Regions from separate parts of the Hordeum vulgare genome. Here region 2 is linked to region 1. A link is a contact called in public Hi-C data. All regions are on one chromosome and are shown on one strand. Each heading gives the region's core, a stretch centred on a gene start, on an enhancer-like site or on the middle of the called end of the contact. The rest is flanking DNA. Distances are from core to core; before and after follow the strand shown.

Evidence for each region. Hi-C and Micro-C count contacts between places; a contact is called where the count stands out from the background.
Region 2: a contact with region 1 is called in a Hi-C map of seedling, with 2.2 times the contacts expected there. The contact joins the enhancer-like site here to the promoter of LOC123399801 in region 1. A contact is called at or near these places in 2 of 6 Hi-C or Micro-C datasets (leaf and seedling).

Annotation. Positions count from the first base shown.
Region 1 is chr5H:378,741,949-378,748,573 of MorexV3_pseudomolecules_assembly, reverse strand. It overlaps LOC123399801 (bifunctional aspartokinase/homoserine dehydrogenase 2, chloroplastic), which reads left to right and starts at 3,608. Exons shown (of 19, transcript XM_045094183.1): 1 at 3,608-3,805; 2 at 5,018-5,080; 3 at 5,467-5,522. The coding sequence starts at 3,726.
Region 2 is chr5H:378,777,943-378,784,567 of MorexV3_pseudomolecules_assembly, reverse strand. No RefSeq gene overlaps it. Among protein-coding and RNA genes, the nearest start is that of LOC123399801, 36 kb to the right of the region's middle. Within about 2 kb of position 4,252, at least 3 of the 3 cell types and tissues checked have open chromatin away from gene starts, as enhancers often do. A contact at or near this core is called in leaf and seedling, where this site is marked.

The DNA of each region.
Region 1 (6,625 bases), core at 2,359-4,858:
TCCCGCTCATGGCCAGCTACACGCATTCATACTACATTGACACCATCCTAGAATGGATGCGACCTCTCATTGTCGGCATTAAATCAACGTGCCGTCGAGAGAGCGTCATCGGCTGCATGCCGGGATGAAAATGCATCCTCGCCGTGTTCAAACGAGCGTTGTTTGCCCCCTTCCTTCATTAATCCCACGCGTGTGCCAAGAAACCTACTCCAAGCACACGTCTGTTCGCTAGTCGGTCGACATTAAACACAACACAACACGTTGGCTCCACGCCTCCACCCTATATTTAAACAATGGTAGACACAAGAGAAAATATCACACCACACCTCCACTTCCCATATCCTCCTTGCACCATTCTCTCCATACTCTCCATGGCATCCAACGAGCAGGAAGAGGGGTACTCCGGCATAAAAGCCTACTATATGCCCCGATGAGCTTGCCGGATACGGGCCATGCAATTCTGAGCTTCACCTCCCCCGTCGCTCTAGGACATTGCACGCCAATTTGCAGAGCAGGTCACTCCAAGCAGCGTGTTGTTCAACAACTCGCTGCTCCAAGCCTGCTTGCCGTGGGGTGGCGGGTTGCTCCAGGCAGGCGCACGAGTGAGCACGGCGACACGAGCATCATGGTTGCCATGGGCGAGGACGTGTCGTACCGCTCCTATCGTGACTAGGACCATGCCATCCGCTGCCAATGTTAGCGGAACCGTGCCCGTCCGGTGAAAAAAGAACTTGCTTCGCGGAGATCAACGACACGGTGGCCAACATGTACGCGCTTGCCGCCATCAAAGAGGAAAAGTAGAACATGTGAGGACGTCGCAACTTGGGTCCCACGATGGCCACCGCTGCGACATCGCCGACGTGCACGACCGGAGACTTGCCCAGGCACCCTTCCTTCTAGCAGAAGCATATCGCTCCGGTGCCACTCGATGAGCGGTTCTTTGCGCTGAAGCATATACCTTTGGTGCTCACGGCAGTCCGATGAGCAGGGTGTTGGACATGGGGAAGGTAAAGAAGTTTCATCGCGGTTGGCCATAGACTAGTTTAGGATATCCATGACGTGGGAATGTATATCCACTGATGATGGTGATAGACTAGTATTGCCTTAGTACGATATATTTTATAGTTAAAATATGACCGAAATGTAAATGTCCTCGTCTGGTTTATATGAATATAATCTGGTTTGAATGAAGTTCGTCCGGTTTTCAAATAATGAATGAAATACTCCATTTGTTTTTAAATATAAGTCTTTATAGAGATTCCAATAGAGACTACACACGGAGCAAATAGAGCGGATCTATACTCCAAAATATGTCTATATTCATCCGTAGTAGTTCTTACTAAAATCTCTACAAAAATTTATACTAACGGGGGAGTATATGTGAGCAACATTGGATAGCCACCTCAGTATTGGTCTCCCTATTCGCAAACCGAGGGGGCGCCAGTTTGCATCTTAGCGTGTTTGAGATGCCATAAGAGCATCTCCAGTCGCGGCCCCAACAGGCCCCCAGGACTCTTTTTTGTCGCCGGTTCTAAAAAATCCACCCACTCGCGCCTCCAGGACCTTGTTTTTTGCCGGTTTTGGTCGAAATTGGCGCTGGCGAACCGAGGCCGAACCCATCACGCGGTGGCATCTGGGGGCGCTGGGGGAAAGAAATTAGGCGCGAAAACAAATCGCGCCAAATTCCTTCTGCGCCGAGAACGTCCGCCCTCCTCGTCGCCTTGACTCCCGCGCCGATTCAATGCGTCAGATTCCAAGGTATGGCGGCGCAGTGATGGCACGCCGCCGCGCGTCACGCCCTTTCCCACCACGCGTGCATACCGTTCCCGCCCCTTCCCCACTATAAAAGCCGCGCGTAGCTGCCGCTCGCCGCACACTCCGTCCTCCATCCTCTTTTCCCGTCTCTCTCGCCTTCGCCATCGGAAACTTTCCCCAGTCCATGGCGGAGAGGTTCCCCGGTGACAGAGTGGCTGCAAACGACTTCGACCGCCGGATGTTGCATGAGTGGGAGACGCACGCCCTCCGCGAGGCCAACTACCCGGCGCTGCCACACATGGGCGTGCCGGGCGCTTGGAGATTGAGCGGCGGAGGCGTCCCCATGCCCCTCCACCATCCGTTGTGGAACGCCGCGGTGAGGTCACGCGCATCCGGGCGTCCTTGCTGGAGCATGCGCGGCAGGAAGAAAGATACGCCACCGACAACTTTCCTTTATGGACGACGTACTTCGAGCGCCGCCACACCGGCCAACTTGCCTCCACCAACGGATTTCTGGCGCCAAGGGGGCACCACAACTCTAACGTCCGCCGTCGGTGGTGAGGCGTCCCCGAGCGCACGCTCCACGCCGTCCTCGAGCACATCAAGGGCAGCAACGAGCCGCTGTTGAAGTACCCGGCGCCATCGTTCTCGCGTCGCAGCAGGAGCTCGTGGTTGCTGAGGCGAATGACGGGGTCCTCCTCCCGCTCCTTCGGCACGTCGCCGCAGCTCGCCACCGTGAAGGCCGAGCCCCAAGAGACGTCAGAGCGCCGCCGCGGCCATGGTGGCAACCTCGTTATAAACTAGGGCCGCCGCCAACCTTCGCCTCCCTGTGGCCACCTTCGCCTGATCAGGCCGAAGAAGGAAAAGGAGATGACGCCGTCGCCGGTGGTCATCAAGCACGAGCATGTTGAGATGGCCGCCGACCTTGACATCGGCCTGAAGTGGTCGTGCAACGACTACGTTCGGGAGGAGATGGAGTGTCAGCGCCGCGCTTTTGAGAAGATCGCCGCACGACGTCGCAGTCACGAAGAGGGTGGCGTCATCATCCTCGACGACAGCGACGAGGAGGCGCCGGCGCAAATCGCCCCCGTCCGCAGCGATGATCCACATAAGGCTGTAGCAAGGACAACACGCATGATGGCGACGGCGGCGACATAGTTTTTTTAATGTTTTTATGTACTTTTTTAATTTGTACAAATTTAAATGAAATCGCCTAAGTTTCATTCAAAATCGAGTCAATTTCTTCGAATTTGATCCAAAAACATGCCTAGGCGTGCGCTTAAGCATGCATAGGCCCTAGGCGACAGCAGAACGCCTAGTGCTTAATCGTGCTAGGTGTGCACTTATGTGAGATAGGTGCTATGAAGAGGCATCTCCATAAGTCAGCCTGGGCATTCGGGTATTTTGGTTATTTCGGTTCGGGTAGTTCGGTTTATGGGTAATTCGGGTATTCAAAAATGAAAACCAAAATTATTTCTGTCAAAAAATTACCCGAACCCAAATTACCCAAAATTTTGGTTCGGGTACCCAAAATACCCAAAATATTCTGAGCATGCATCGACTTTTGATATGAATAACTCGGATAGTATGGGTATTTTTGATAATATGAGTATTTTAGTTAGTATGGGTAACAAGTTAGTGTAATAATAGCATGAAAATTTTGGACCTTGGGGGCGTGTGGGAACCCGAGCCCCTTCAAACCGATTTTAGTGCCGGTTTGCCCCCAAGCGACGGTATTTCATGCCCGGTGGGCGAACACTAAGAAAGAAAAATAAATCGTGAATTTTCTAAAAAAAACAAAAAGATCAGTGAATATTATATTTGCTTCGACAACGTGATAGCGGCGGCTTGCGCGCGGGGGGTTAAAGCAGGGTTTTTGGCGTCTAGCCTTTCCCCGTTGTAGCCTCCTCCCTCGCCACTCCGAGCCCCCTCTCCTCCCCGCCTTCCGCGCCGCCTCGCCCCGCCGCGAGATGCGGAGCCTCGCCGTCGCGAGCCCCGTCCCGACAGCCGCCGCCCATCGACGGAGGCTCCGGCCGTCCGCCTCCGGCAGGTTCGTGACCTCTCATCATTTCCTTGGCCGCTAGCGTCGATAGGGTCCTTCTGCGGCACGACTAGCTCCGACGGCGCTCCCCGATTCGACCACGTCGAGTGCTGGCGGCGATCTTATACGCTGATAATGTATTGACCGTGGGCGCGATTTTCCTGGGTTTCATTGGGGGGATATTGTTTAGATTGCCTAGTAAACGGGGCTTACGTGTTTGGTAGTATGACGATGCTCTGATGAGGCGCAGACATCAGGAATCTGTGCTATCTACGGCGTGGATAGACTTGCTTGATTTTATTGAACAGAAATGGACAGCATCTAAGCTTGTCAAAGATATTACTTCCTCTGTTTTGGGCAAGTGCATGGCTTCCTTTAACGCCTGCAGTCAAAACTGTTTTAACACCGAGTCACTGACCACCAATATACGAAAAATTATTATAACCTATATTGGTTGGGTGAAAATAGCATTATTAGTTTTGCCAGGAAAAATATTTTCATAGTACATATTTAGAATAATTGTTTACTAACATACAAATATAAAAAGTAAAAGAAAAAAATACAAATATAAAAAGGAACAGTCAAAGGTTTATGTTGGTAATGCGCCCATGTTTAAAATTTCACATATTTCTGAATGTCGGGGGTAATGATTTGCTAATGGAACTTGTTGAATAAGGGTATATCAATAGTCAAGTCAATCTAAGATGTGATTTGTGGGCATCGTACTAGTATGAACACAACAACCCATGTATACTCATACTCTTACACATGGTGTAATGATAGTCGTTAGGAGGTGGTCTTGACCTGGTCAGGATGTTTGTATCTTTTAAGCAAGGTCCGGAAGCATGAAATGGATAGTTCATTTGCTTGGAGTTTTCCAACAGAATTCGAAGTAATGAACATCGAGCTATGGATCAAGAAATGCCCATTTCATACCGTTTTCATCTTCACAGTCACAGTTTGAAACTTGTGCCCCATATACCAGTCTACTAAAGTTATAAAACAAATGGATTACTACTGATGCATTCTGCATCGACAACATGATTGTGAACTTCCAGTGGAGATAAGTTAGTTAATGTAGATTTTTGTTACCATGTTGTATCTTCTTAGATCTGACATTCTGCACCCCTATCACTATTTGTTTTATTTGGAAGTTTTCACTGCCGCTCTTTCAGTCCATCTCATGTTACACTGACGTTAAGCTGCTTGATAAATCTTCAGGGAAGTAATTTCACAATGTTTGAAGTGTGAGATAAATCAGGACCGACCTTTGGGAGCTCTAAGGTAGTGTTTTGTGCAGTGAATGTTGTTCTGACTTAATTAATTTCCTTTCAACTAGAAATGATCTGGCTTATATTTACCCAATACCCAAATTTTGAACGAATAATGATGCTGCTGTCATTTGACCATTTAATTGCTCCACCTGGTATTTCAAGCACCAGTTGCATGCTCAACCTTCCATTTCTTATCTTCTCAAAGTCGCCGACTACATTGTCCCTAGAAAATATTCTCAACCTTTCCGGAGTAATTAACTTCCGAACTCTTGTGCTATATCTGCATAAAGTTTTACCATATAGATATTGTGCTTCTTCACTAGTTCTAATTTGATGTCAGTTATGCCTCACCAAATTTCAGCTAGTATCCCTTATTTGTTTCACTATCTTGTTCAGGTTAGGAGGAAATTTGCCAAGACATGGTTCTAAGAATCTGCTCACACCAGCTGCTGGTAATTTGCCTTCCATCAGGCCATTGTTTTTATTGTTCAAGAACTCTAAATTAGCACTACCATACCCTTTGCAATAAAAAATCGTTAACCAACTTGATGTATCAAAAAATATTTTAAATCTTCAACTCTATCCACCAACACTATTTCTTAAACACTATAATTTGGTCTGCATTTTGATATATCCAGACCTGGTCAAAGGCTTGGTTACGGGCTGAGCCCAAACTGACCTGAGATCAAAGTCCAAGCAAGTAGCGTTGTCTACTTTACTCTACTTTTATTCAATAAAAATATTAGTTTGTGCCATTCTAATGAAAAAAAAAGGAGCAGTATATAATATGAATTTAGTTGCTGACTGGTCCGTAGGCTCAGTTCATGCCCCCATTTTCAAACCCAGCCTGGCCACAGGCCCATGGACAGGTTTGGTACTGTCCATTTTAATAACACCGTTACAAGGGAAAGCTTCAATCTTGTAGCATCAACTTATTTTGGGGTATCCAGGGCAGAACAAGATTAATATATCAAGGAGGACCAATTTGTAACATTGGGTCCAAATAGGAGGCTCTCATTAGCACCTCCTAAGTCTTGGGGACATCTACTTTTGTCCATCATTAAAAAAACATGCCTAGGCGTGCGCTTAAGCATGCATAGGCCCTAGGCGACAGCAGAACGCCTAGTGCTTAATCGTGCTAGGTGTGCACTTATGTGAGATAGGTGCTATGAAGAGGCATCTCCATAAGTCAGCCTGGGCATTCGGGTATTTTGGTTATTTCGGTTCGGGTAGTTCGGTTTATGGGTAATTCGGGTATTCAAAAATGAAAACCAAAATTATTTCTGTCAAAAAATTACCCGAACCCAAATTACCCAAAATTTTGGTTCGGGTACCCAAAATACCCAAAATATTCTGAGCATGCATCGACTTTTGATATGAATAACTCGGATAGTATGGGTATTTTTGATAATATGAGTATTTTAGTTAGTATGGGTAACAAGTTAGTGTAATAATAGCATGAAAATTTTGGACAGTATGAATAATTTGGGTAGTATGGATATTTCGGGTTTTCCACACTAGAACCCGAACCCTAACCCGAAAACCGAATAGTCAA
Region 2 (6,625 bases), core at 3,003-5,502, 35 kb before region 1:
GGAGCAATCAACTAGTCTTCATCAAGCCAACGCAATCAAGAAGGTGGTCCATCTTGAGGAAGCCAAGATCATCGTCATCTAGTTCAAGAGGACGAGGTGCAAGGTATAGGTTTGCCCTTGATAGGTTTTCTGTTTTAGGATAGATTGCCATTCTGTCAAGGGGGGGTCTCAAGTGAGTAGCTCGATCATATCGTTCGTTGAGAGCTCAAACCATTTCCATCCTTGCATCAAACTTCTTGATTCTTATTTGGTGTTTCTCTTTGTGAGTTTTAGAGCTTATGGTCATCTTCATGGCAAGCTCGAGTTCATCGAAAACGAAGTCCATATGCATCTACTATGATGTTTTCGATGTTGGAGTTTTTGCCGGTTCTTCATTCATAGAGGACTCACATCTCTATATCATTGGCATTTTCATATCTGCATGGTCTTAGTCGCTGTTTGGATAGCTCTTGTCGTCCTGAATCCAACAAGCTTGGGTTTGCTTGATTCGGAGCTCGTATGCGAAAGTTATGGCTGTTTCAGTGGCGAGCTGTAGTACCGCTGGCCCTAGCGGTAGTACCGCTGGCCCTAGTGGTAGTACCGCTCGAGCTGGCGGTAGTACCGCCCCTGGTCAGCGGTAGTACCGTTCCAGGACTTTAGTACCGTCATCCTTGCGGTTGTACTACGTCGGACTTTTTGCGAAGACTTTCTTGGCGGTGGTTGGCCCGGTAGTATCTTTGCGATACCATGGGCTCAACGGTAGTACTGCTCGAGGGTCAGCGGTAGTACCGCTGGGCTCGGGCTGTAAGTGGGGGTAACGGTCTCATTCCTTCCCCCACTATATAAAGGGGGTCTTCTTCCCCCTTGGCTTCATCCATCCGTCGAGCTCATATTCTACCCCCATTGTTGACCTTCTTAGAGCTTGCTTACTCTCAATCCCTCCAATTATTCTTACTTGTTCTTGAGGGAGAAGAGATAGGAGATCTAGATCCACATCTCCACCAATCACTTTCTCCTCTATGTGAGGGGAACCCCTTGGATCTAGATCTTGGAGTTCTTTGTGAGCTCCTTGTTCTTCCTCTTATATTTCTCCATAGCTTTTGTTGTTGTGGAGGGATTTGAGTGTGAGAGACTTGTCCACTTCGTGTGTTCTTTCCATTGCATTAGTTGCATCGGTTTGAGTTCTCCACGGTGATAAGTGGAAGTGAAGTTTTAGAAGCTTATTACCTTTGATACTTAGTACCCTAGATATTGTTCTTCGTGGATGCTTTGGCGTCCTAGAAGCTTGGTGGTGTCTCGGAGCTCAATCATTGTGGTGTAAAGCTCCGGTCAAGCGTCGGGGTCTCTAATTAGGTTGTGGAGATTGCCCCGAGCAATTTGTACGGGTACCGGTGACCGCCCCCAAGGTTTGCCATTTGTACGGGTTCGGTGACCGCCCTCAAGGGTCCCTTAGTGGAATCACGACATCTTGCATTGTGCGAGGGCGTGAGGAGATTACGGTGGCCTTAGTGGCATCTTGGGGAGCATTGTTCCTCCACACGGCTCCAACGGAGATTAGCATCCGCAAGGGTGTGAACTTCGGGATACATCATCGTCTCCGCGTGCCTCGGTTATCTCTTACCCGAACCCTTTACTTATGCACTTTACTTTGTGATAGCCATATTGTTTTTTCTCATATATCTTGCTATCACTTAGTTGTTTATCTTGCTTAGCATAAGTCGTTGGTGCACATAGATGAGCCTAGTTGTTTTAGGTTTTGTGCTTGACATATTAAACGTTAGTTTTATTCCGCATTTGTTCAAGCCTAAACCATAATTATTTTTAAAGCGCCTATTCACCCCCCTCTAGGCGACATCCACGTCCTTTCACAGTGTTATGGACCAACCTAGGATGTAGAGGTGTTGGGATCAGCATTAACGGGATAGACTTCGTAGCAGATCTCATCATCCTTAAGTTGCAAGGCTTGGACCTGATCCTTGGTATTGACTGGTTGTCCAAACACCAAAGCATACTGGACTGCGCTAAGAGGATTGTTACCATGACAAATGACCAAGGGGTCAAAGTCAAATACGTCCCTGAGCCTACCTCCACTCAAGTCCCTCAGGTTAATTGCCTTTCGGAAAAAGAGTTGGACCGAGTACCAGTGGTATGTGAATACCCGGACGTCTTTCCCGAGGAGCTGCCCGGGATGCCTCCTAACCGAGACATCGAGTTCATCATTGAGCTCATGCCCGGGTCAAGGCCTATCTATAAGAAGCCCTATAGGATGGGATCCGAGGAGCTGACAGAGTTGAAGAAGCAGTTGGCCGAGCAGCTCAGGAAGGGATTCACCCGTCCAAGTGCCTCACCTTGGGGATCACCTGTTCTATTCGTGTCCAAGAAGGACGGGACTATCAAGCTCTACTTCGATTACCGTTCCCTCAATGAAGTCACGATAAAGAACAAGTACAGTACCCACTCCCCAAGATTGAAGACCTATTCGACCAGTTAAATGGTGCCAAGGTATTCTCCAAGATCGATCTTAGATCTGGGTACTACCAACTGAAGATTCGGCCTGAGGACATACCTAAGACGACATTCGTGGCCCGGTACGTCTATACGAGTGCACGGTCATGTCGTTTGGGTTGACCAATGCCCCAACATAGTTCATGTACCTCATGAACAAAGTCTTCATGAAATACCCGAACAAGTTTGTTGTCGTCTTCATCGATGACATATTAATCCTCTCCAAGTACGAAGAAGAGCATGAGAAACACGTGAGGCTGGTATTGGAAAAACTTCGAGAGCACCAACTTTATGCCAAGTTTAGCAAGTGCGAATTTTGGCTGCACGAAGGTGGATTCTTGGGTCATACCATGATGGCAGATGGATTGGCAGTCGATCCCGCCAAGATTACTAAGGTAACCAATTGGGAGTCGCCAATAAAAGTGCAGGAAGTTAGAAGCTTCCTCGGACTCCCGGGGTACTACCGCGAGTTCGTGGAAGGGTTCTCCCGCATCGCCCGACCAATGACTCAGCTCTTGAAGAAGGGCAAAAAGTTTGAATGGACGTCGGAGTGAGAAGAAAGCTTCCACGAGCTAAAGACCACCGCCCCGGTACTGGCCACTCCATATATCAACAAGGAGTTTGTGATATACCGTTATCATGATTACCATCTAGCTTATGATGCATATCCATACAAGTAATTGGCCATTCTCATTTTTAATTAAAATTCGCTTTCCGCAAAGGCTGCATATTACTTTATTATCGTACCAACTGCATTATCCATATCCTGGGCTTTTTGCGAGTACATTTAATGTACTCATTGGTTTGTCACTGGTTATTTTATTGACAAAACATGGAGGAACCAGAGTATGGAGAAGAATTCATCGTCGGAGACGGACACACGAACTAGGACGCTTCCCACTCAGAATGCCTGTTGGTTAAGGCTGATGGCATGGGTTCCCGTTTACTACCATGTATTCCGCTAGTAGTTGTGTTGGTGTGATTGGCCTTCTTGGCCATATCTATGTAAGACTTGACCGCGACGGTCCTTTATTGTATCAGACGTTAATTTCATATGTAAGCTCTTATTATTCAGTATTTGTGTGTTCAGTGAGCATTGATATATAAGATCATTGTACACGTGCATTCGACGATCTCGACGCGTAAGTCGGGGTTCCCACAGATGCGGCCAGCCACGCATCGCACAACAACTCATCCTCCATGGTTGAGTAGCTCACCATCCTCCGAACACTAAAAAATGACATAGCGTTAGCTCAATGGCATTTGATCGAACACCTCCCGACATGGTGGCCGCCATGAAGGTTGTCGACAAGGGGACGGAGTGTACCTAGGTACAAACGGCTCTAGGATGGAAAGCTCTGTCATAGACGGCGGCGGACGTGTCGGTGTTGGTTGCGGGCGTCCGATAATACATCTCTGACTACCGGAGACGTACAAGGAGCAACGGCGACGGAGGTGAAGGGTAGAAAACAAGGGGATAGAAGGGGCGGAGTGCAAGGAAATGGGACCGGAAAAGGGGATTGGATGGACCGGGTTGTCGGATAGCGACGTTTCTCGTGTTCGAACTCGTGCAAACACTACTCATATTTATCTCCAATTTACGAGAGAAATTATGTCCAAACGTCCTGCAGACCTATATAAAATCGTATTGGATGATTTTCGGCAGTCCGAACAGTTGCGGGTGGCTGTCGGTTTGCCTTGAAGATGTCCCAACCATAGCTATAGTGCTACAGTGCTCGAATGTGGGCCGGGGCGGCTGGGGGCTTGTCCCAATTCTAGCGCCGCGAGTGACTGTTGGTGCAGTGACGCAGCCACTCGCTTGAACCAGGAGGCGTTGCTCTTGGAACACAATAATCTCGAGCCACCAAGATATACTCTGTAGGCCCCATGATAGCCTTACCATTCAGAACACAAACCACACACACATAATCGGGCAGGACACGAGCATGCCTCCTCCTTCTGCTGAAGAGGCAGCACTGCGTAAATTTACGTACTAGTCAGTGACCAGTGAGTTTTAGAGTGACCCAAACTGTCGCCGCGCAGCTAGCCTAGCTCCGCAATTAGCGAAGGTAAAACCACGCTTGCAGCGACACGCACGCCTACATGCAGTAGAAAAGAAAATACAGGCATGTGAAGTGACTGTCAAATGATAATAAAGTAAAGGCAAGGCGATTGGCATCTGCCTTGCGCTGATTTTTTTGATTTTTTTGATTTTTTTTGAAAGTTGTTGCGCTGATTGTCTTTGGTGCTGTTTGCGTTGGATCTTTGGATTGATCGGATCCCCGGCACATGGCTGCACTGCAGCAAAAGTATCTCCTAGCCTAGATAGCATGGCCACGAGCTCTTGGCTCTATCGCAAGAACTGCCTGGGCGACCAGAAAGCCAATGGGCGTTCCGCGGCCACCAGAGGCCGCCTCTGTTTCTTCCCCGAGCAGAAACGACCACGGCGGCCACCACCATCACACTGTCTTTTTTGGAGCACTCACGATCACGATGGAAAGAAGGATGAGACGGGGTGAGGCGAAATCGCCCAACAATCACCAACCACCCAAAAAGAGAGGGAGGAAAAATAATATTCCTTCCGTTCCTAAATATAAGACCTTGTAGAGATTGCACTATAGACTACATACGGATGTATATAAACATATTTTAAAGTATAGATTTACTTATTTTGCTACGTATGTAATCTATAGTGAAATCTCTACAAAGTCTTATATTTAGGAAGGGAGGGAGTAATAGAATTGCTTAGTTTTGATCCTCTTGAAAATAAATACTTCCTTGGCTCGATTTTGCCTTTAAAAGGAAAGGCAATGTCATGCATGGAATGGAATTTATCCGATAAATTAGAGCACAAAAGCAATATAGCGAAGATAATCCAAGAGCTCTATCGCACAACGAATTGAACGTAGATTATGTTTTTTGTGGTGAAACTAGACCACTCAAGTTTAAGTCTTAAACTTGGCGTCGGAGTTAATCACGAACCACCCAAAAAGAGGGAGAGAAAAATATATAGAATTACGGAGTTTTGGTTCTCTTAAAAATAAATACTCACTCCGTTTCAAAATAAACATCGCTGATTTAGTATAAAGATGTACTAAATTTATACTTATTTTGGGATGAAGAAAATGATTGCTCAATTTTGATTTTAAAAGAAATCATCGAATGGGAATTTATCCGGATAAATTCAAGCACGAAAGCCGCCAAAAATAATCCAAGAGGCTCTATCGCAGAGGACAGAAAGTGATGCTGGTCTTCCATTTGAGACTCCGTTTTCCAACTGAAATCTTTAACATTGTGTAAGATGAGACAATGGTAGAATTTTTTCTGATGCTCCGAAAAAGGATTTTCTCCATTTTGTATTATAAAACAACCAACCAATACAACCAATGATAGGTGTTAGGGCGAAAGTAGCAGAGTCACGTCCAAAAGGAACGAAAGAAAAAATACAAAAGAAACAAACGCCGACAACGACGCATCGATAAAAACGAAGAAGCCTCGCAACCACTGCGCCCCTCGGGGATCTCCCACCAAGCTCCAATACCCTGAAGCGTCGGTATCAATCAACACCTTCAAGAAGGACCGCGACGATGACGACGTTGCTGCCAAGGGTTTCCCCCGGTACTTGACGAAGCGAGAGAAAGGGTAGCCCCCGACGCCCTTCAGGAAGGTCCAGCAGCACCCGCACGCGCCACAGTGTCGGTGTCGGCCAAGCCGGCACGGGTTTCCCCCGATCCCAACCTGCACCTAGGGCGCTTCGGAGCTTGCCACCAAACCGACCACCACCCTGCACCAACACGGTCTTGAAGCCCCCACGTCGTCTCGCCATGGCACCGTGAGGTGAATCCTTCACGGCGACGAATAAGAGTCGGGACTAGGAGCAGCAGCATCGTCAGCACGTGGGAGGGCTCAACCTCCACCGTCAATGACGGTAGCCGATCAGACGCAATAGCGAGAGCATACCACGCCCGTGTGCCCACACGCCTAGCCGGACCCTCTGAAGCCCGTAAAGCACCCGCCATCGCGCTGCAACAGGCACGCCATTGGCGTCGCCGCCACTCGTCCGAGCTCCTCCTCCTCCTCACCACGCAGAAGTCATCGAAGCCACGCCAGGGGGGCGGCCTGCTAAGACCCAAATGAGGCC